2 separate regions of the Mus musculus genome follow, and region 1 is linked to region 2. A link is a contact called in public Micro-C data. All regions are on one chromosome and are shown on one strand. Each heading gives the region's core, a stretch centred on a gene start, on an enhancer-like site or on the middle of the called end of the contact. The rest is flanking DNA. Distances are from core to core; before and after follow the strand shown.

Region 1 (3,056 bases), core at 46-2,545, 460 kb after region 2:
TGCACATGCACCCAAGTGCCAGGTGACAGGGAACTAGGCTTTGCCTCCAGAGGGAAGTCACACAGACAGAAGCAAGAGGGGAACGTGCAGAGGGCACTGTCAGCTCTTGCTAAAACCCATGACATCTCTATACTGCGAGGGTTCCTGTTGGCCCTGTGGCTCTCTCTGTATGCTGGTGCTGGCTCACCTCTGGCACTGAATGCCCACTTACTTCTTTTCCTCCTGCAATGCCTCTGACCACACAGTGGCTGCCCGCTGTCCTCCAGCTGAGGTTTTCAGAAGCCAGCTGCCAGTGCATGCGGTCTGTGATGCAGTGTAAAGGGAGTCTTCCCATCGTAAAAGCTGGCTCTGCCTCTGAATCATTAAACCAGAATGGAAGAAGTCATTGGAACAGATTGCCCCTGTGTGCTAGGAAGGTGACAGGAGTGGCAGAGAAGCTGTTCCCTGACCTAGCTGTCTCTGTCAGAGAGACAGGCCCTTCTGACAGCTCCCACCTGGCCAGGCACTTTCAGCCTGGTACTCTCTAGAGGTTGCAGGTTGCTGAGGGTGGTAGACAAGGTGCATGCTGCCTTCCTAACACCTGACAGACCATCGCATAGGCTGCCTCAGTGGGTGGAAGGGCATCCATCATTAGGCTGTTGGCTCAGGACACCCCTCCCCTTGGTGGAATGTCCTGAGTTGCTGCTGTTCACTGTTGCAGGGGTCCCATGTGACCAGGTGGCCAGGCTTCTACATCCTACAGTGGAAATTCCACACCATGCCAGCATGTGCTGCCACCAACCTACCCCGAGTGGACGACGTGCTGGCCTCCCTGCAGGTCTCCTCCCACAAGTGCAAAGTCATGTACTACACAGAAGTGATCGGCTCTGAAGATTTCAGGTTTGTGCCTGAGAGGGAGGCTCTGGCAGCAGGGACTACTTGTTCACTGCCTGCAGCTCTCCATAGGAAAGGGAGTGTAGCACTTGCTAAGTGCAGTGTCACCCGAGGGGCAAACTACGGATTCCTCCATTGATTCTCATGTCCTGTCCCAACTTTACAAGGGCCGACGGAGGGGGGGGGGGGGGGAGCAGATAGAGATGCTCGCTTGGGGCGGCTCAGAGCAGCTCCTCACTCCTGGTTCTTTGTTGATTACATCTGCAGAGGCTCCATGACCAGCCTGGAATCTAGCCACAGCGGGTTCTCACAGCTCAGTGCCGCCACCACCTCCTCCAGCCAGTCGCAATCCAGCTCCATGATTTCCAGGTAGTGCCGCGAAGCCTGCGCCTGCGCGGAGGGCGGGCGCCCCGGCTGCTGTGCTCCGCCCACCCCAGGATGTGCAGACTCCGCCCACCCCTGGATGTGCAGACTCCTCCCTCTAGATAGCAGCTAGATCTGCAGATGGTCACTAGTCACCTGGTCCCCAGACCATCCTGAGAGGTAGTTTTAACTCTACCCCTAACTTTAACTCAATAGCCATAGATTTTGTATACAGCGTGCACAAAATCAAACCAGAGCACAAGGGCTCTCGAAAGAAAAGTAGTTTATCTACAGTAAGAGACTGACTGGTCTCAGTTGTCGATGCAAAAAATGTTACCAACAAACTCCACCTTGTCCACTAGTGAATGACTTGTGTGACACCCTGCAGAGACTCGCCACCTCCTCCTCCACGGAACCGAAGCTGCAGCAGGCAGCCCTTAAGCTGCAGCGGAGTCCTCTCGGCTCCCTGTTAGTGGAGGTGGCCTGTGGATCCAGAACAGCTCTTGAGGTCCCTTTCCGCTAAGGACTTGGCAGCCTGAGGAGCACCCAGTGCTGGGTCAGAGCCAGCCTGATCCCGAGCAGACACTGCAGCCCAGGAGGGGCTGCCAGGGCTCCTCGTGAATCCTGACAACACCGCCATCATTAAACATTGCTTTCTCTTTCCTCCTCTTCAAATCTTTTGATATTTTTCAGAGCAAAATTTTTCTGTCCGTGAACTTGGTGGAGGGGATGGGGAGGATTCTTTCCCTCTGCTGAGTGCTGCCTTTCCTTCTGCAGGAGGCGGCTCTGTGCCCGTAGCACCCAGGGTCCTCAGTCCTCTCAGAACCCAGGGTCCTCAGTCCTCCCAAAACCCAGGGTTCTCAGCCCTTAGCACCCAGGGTACTCAGTCCTCCCAAAACCCAGGGTTCTCAGCCCTTAGCACCCAGGGTACTCAGTCCTCCCAGCAGCACCCAGAGTCCTCAGTCTTCCTAGCACCCAGGATCCTCAGTCCTAGCACCCAGGGTCCTCAGCTCTCAGCAGGGTGTTTGGAAGCAGTAGGTCACACTTGCCTTTAGAAGTGTGGCAGTGCAAACTCTAGCAATGCTCTCCAGGGGGGTGCATGGCTTGCAGTGGCCTTCGGCATGTGGGTGGATGCTGGGTATGTGTGTAGGTGTTGTGTGTGTGCATGAGGGAGTGGGGTGTAGCTGGGGAGGGGCTGCAGATCTGCACTTGTTCTTCTGCGTTTCATAGAAGCAGGTCAGAGGCTGGGGCTAGTTTGCCTTTTTTCTTCTTTCTTTTTTTTCCCCTGATCTTGACTCCCCAGAGCCTGCTGTTGGAGCAGATCCTTGCTTTACGGCTTTTATGGGGAAAGCATGCTTCTTAGCGAACTGTCTAGAAGTTGCAGGTGGCTGATCTCCAGAGGAGGGGGGCCCAGGATCTACTTGTGTGTGTGTGGTAACAGTGTCTAAAGATGTGTGCCAAATCCGAGTGGCCATGAGAGTGTATGGCGGGAGTGGATGCCTGTGTAGACGCTGCTCTGAGGCTCTGGGTGGCTGGCTGTGCGGTGAGAGCTATGGAGAGGCTGTGGCATGTCAGCAAGCATGAGGAGAGCCGACACAGCAGCCTGGCTTGGCCGATGAGCCCCCTGGCTCCTGGCACCCTGAGCCGTGCTTGAGCCTCTGTTTGGTGGCCTTTCTGGCCCACTGCCATGCCTTTCCTGTCTGTGGGAGCGCTTGTACACAGCACAGCAGGGCTGTAGCTACCGCGTCCATGCTGCTTCCAGTCAGGGCTTCCCAGCTCCGAGTGAAAGGACCTGAAGATGCCCCTGCTCTTTCTCTCTT
Region 2 (3,321 bases), core at 509-3,008:
AGCAAAAACAAGGAAAAGGACAGGCTTTCAGTTCCTAGCAGATGTTGTCAGGGGTTGTTGTCTTAGTTTTAGTACTGGGTACCAAACCCCAAGACTTCATCCATGGAAGGCAAACACTCTACCAACTGAACTATATCCCCAGCCCTCAAATCAGATTTTGAAAGGAAGAAAGTTCTCCTGAGAAGGAAAAAGGTTTTGCCAGATGCACTAGGGAGACACCTTGGGGCTTTTACCCCTTTCACAAAGAACTACAGTCAACTTCAGAACACTGAGAGCGGCAGAGGCAGTCTTCCACAGGAGAGGGCACGCCAGCTGGCTATCCAATACCAAGTGGTCAGCCCTGAAAGCATATGTACAAACTACATTATACAGACTGAGCAGGCTATATTTAGGAATATATATGTATATATATATATATATATATATACACACACATATATATACACACATACATACATATATGTGTGTGTATGTATATGTGTATATATTATGTATTCACATATACATATATGCATTATATATGTGTGTATATACATATATGTACATATATACATATGCATGTAACAACAATTAAAAATTTAAAAGGGGGCCAGCAATTTGAAACATCAAGGAGGAGTATATAGGAGACTTCAGAGGGAGGAAAAGAAAAGGGGCTACCAAGTACTTATGACCTCAAAAATAAAAGAAATAATAGCGATATTGTTTAAAAAGGAAAAGCTCTGATGAGGTGTGATCCAACTGTAACCGACCTCCCGTGTGAAGTCATGTTAGGCCCTTTCTAGGATGTTGCCAGCCTCAGCGCTGCCAGCTAAGGGGACCAGACTCAGTGGTTTGTTATTTTGCGACTGATGTGTGTCCTTCAGCCAGACACTAGATACCCACTTGTTCTCATCCCATCAAGGCTTGCTCAGGAGTGTGCAGAAGCTGCGTGCTGCGCTGTGCGTTTTTCCGGACCCCCTCGCCCAAGCCCAGATTCTAGGTATGGCTTAGGTCACCTCCCCGAAATAAAGCTAAACCCTCTCGAGGCTCCTTCAGTGAGCCAGGTGGAGGCTCAAAACAAGTTCTGTGTGTTTCCAGACGGAGTTTGCATTTCCCCAGGGCCATGCCCAGATGGAGCTTATCAAGCTAACTACTCAAACAAATAATAGATCCAGGTAAAAGGGAGCCAGGTGCAGGTAGGCCTGAGCTCAGAGTCCAGAGTGAGGAGTGAGCCAAGCAGTAGGAGACTGGCCACCTGAAGAGAAGGACAAAGTTGAAAAACAGGGGACTTGAGTCCCCACCCTAAAAGTGGATCCAGGAAGAAAGTGGCAACAGGGAGCTTCCCAATTAGGCCTGGACGGAATTCACCAAAAACGCCAGGGTCGCCAGCGTGCTCCGGACCGAGCAAAGGCCCCAGGGTCCGGGAGGCAGCCTGAGATTAAGGCGGCAAAAGGCGCGTCGCCGCTTCGAGTCGCTCCAGGGTGTCCGCGGGCGTCCGGAGAGCTGGGAGCGCACGCCCTCCCCGCGCCCTGGGCGCAGCGCCCCGCAGCGCTTACCTGGCGGGAACCTGGGTCTCAGGGGACTGCTGCCCCGCCGAGGAGTACAGCATGAGGAGGATCCCAGAGCTGGTGGCAACGAGCAACAACATCCGAAAGAGCCAGCGGCGCGGGAGGTCCATGTGAGCCTGGCCGGGGTGCGCCCCGTCTGCCGCCCTGCTCACCGAGCCCCCGGCCGGAGAGGACCGTCCCAGTGGGACCCGCGGAGGCGGCGGCCCTGCTCTGCCCCGCCCTGCCCAGGGCGGGCTGCCGCGCGCCTCCGGGTCCTGCAGCTCCCCCCTGTGTCCTCGCCAGGCCTTAGGTCGCAGCAACTCCAGAGACTGAGCGTCTCTAAGGCCGTCGTGCAGCTGCGGATGGCTGGAGCCGCGAGCGCTGTTCCAGGGCTGTCCCCGGGGGACTTCGATGGCGGCTACCCCTGAGGCTGCTCTCCAACGAGAGCCACACCCCGGATGTACCTATTCCAGAGTCGGGCAGGGATGTACGGTTCTCACCGTCCAGGGCAAGCATGTGCAGTGAAGGGTGGGAAGGGCACGAGGAGACAAGGCTGTCTGCTGCCCTGATTGAGCACTGTGCGCTTAGGGATGTCCACCCCAGGTTTCTGGACCAGAAGCCGGTGGCTGGCAGCTGTGAAACAATCTGGCCGGCTCCCTCACAAGGACCGAGGACTTGATGGGTTAAGGCTCTTGTACCTTATGTACTTGCAGAAGAGTATATTCAAATAATGGAAGGAAACCCCTTAGCTTGGATTTGGGGTTAAAGGTGGAGGGTTCAGGTAGGGAGCCGCCGGCCGTGGGGTGCACTAAGGGGCTTAGGTTGTCATCTGTTTATTTGGTGACTACCCATTGAGATGGAGGACGTCACGCAGGGAGCCCGCGGTGATGGTTGTTACCTCTCTGTTTGGCAACACGCAGAAAAGCCAGGCCTCTCCATGCGCTGCTCAGACTTGGCCTGAGAGGCGGAGAGACTGGGAGAGGTGGAGCATCAACATCGCCCGGGGCTGGGGAAACTGGCCTGCTCTTTGGAAGCAGAGCCCTTTCTGTCTGTGAGCCATCGGTGGTGTGTTCTTCAGTATAGTCTGGGAGAGTGGACCTCGGCTCCCCAAGCTTTAATCTGGTCTGATAGCTGAGAAAATTGGGGTTCACGAATTGGTATCTGCCCAGTGTCAGACCCTGGGTCTGTGGATAAGAGCAGCTTCTTCAGTCTGCGACCCAGTCTTGTGTGGGCCAGGACGGAGTCCCTGGAGTGTAGCCAATCAAATCAATCCTGCCCTTTGTTCCCGAGCTGAAAGTGTCGTGGTGCTAATGGCCACAGCTAAGAATTTGTGCTTTCACGTTTTGTTTTATTCTCCATGTCCATACACTTGTTGATGTGCAGGCACACGTAATTTGTAGAAGATCTCGTTCTCTCCTTCTACCAAGTTTGTCCCAGGAATTGAACTCGGGACCTTGGGCTTTATCTGCTGAGCCATTTTGATGGCCCCTGATTTCCAGTTTTTCCTTTCAATCTTTGCGCTCTTCCTTTGTCAAAATTGCTGTTACTTAACCCTGTACAGTTTCTTCCCTTCCTGGGGATGCTCGCTCTCTCCTCCTCCGTGGGAGTTGCCCCCCATCCATGTTAATGATGTAGGTCTATGTTTTTTTTTTTTTTACAGTGTCCCATAGCAACACTTCCTGGACCAAAGCATCCTCACTCCTCCCATCCAGTCTGTCCTGACACCTCAGGTTTCTCAGGAGCTTATGCTCTCCAGGTCATAATTTGTGCTGCTGTCTCAGCAGCAGCACAAATC

Evidence for each region. A called contact is a pair of places that touch in the nucleus more often than the background predicts.
Region 1: a contact with region 2 is called in a Micro-C map of embryonic stem cells, with 3 times the contacts expected there. The contact joins the enhancer-like site here to the promoter of St6galnac2 in region 2. A contact is called at or near these places in 1 of 484 Hi-C or Micro-C datasets (embryonic stem cells), 2 of 115 datasets of contacts at active chromatin or transcription factors (embryonic stem cells and pancreatic cancer cells) and 1 of 9 other capture datasets (embryonic stem cells).

What each region holds. Positions count from the first base shown.
Region 1 is chr11:117,155,661-117,158,716 of GRCm38.p6, forward strand. Sec14l1 (SEC14-like lipid binding 1) reads left to right here. Exons shown (of 16, transcript NM_001166506.2): 15 at 701-879; 16 at 1,141-3,056. The coding sequence ends at 1,246. Among named protein-coding and RNA genes, the nearest start is that of Sec14l1, 42 kb to the left of the region's middle. Within about 2 kb of position 1,296, at least 57 of the 459 cell types and tissues checked have an H3K27ac peak or open chromatin away from gene starts, as enhancers often do. A contact at or near this core is called in embryonic stem cells, where this site is marked.
Region 2 is chr11:116,692,902-116,696,222 of GRCm38.p6, forward strand. It overlaps St6galnac2 (ST6 (alpha-N-acetyl-neuraminyl-2,3-beta-galactosyl-1,3)-N-acetylgalactosaminide alpha-2,6-sialyltransferase 2), which reads right to left and starts at 1,759. Exons shown (of 9, transcript NM_009180.3): 1 at 1,536-1,759. The coding sequence starts at 1,657.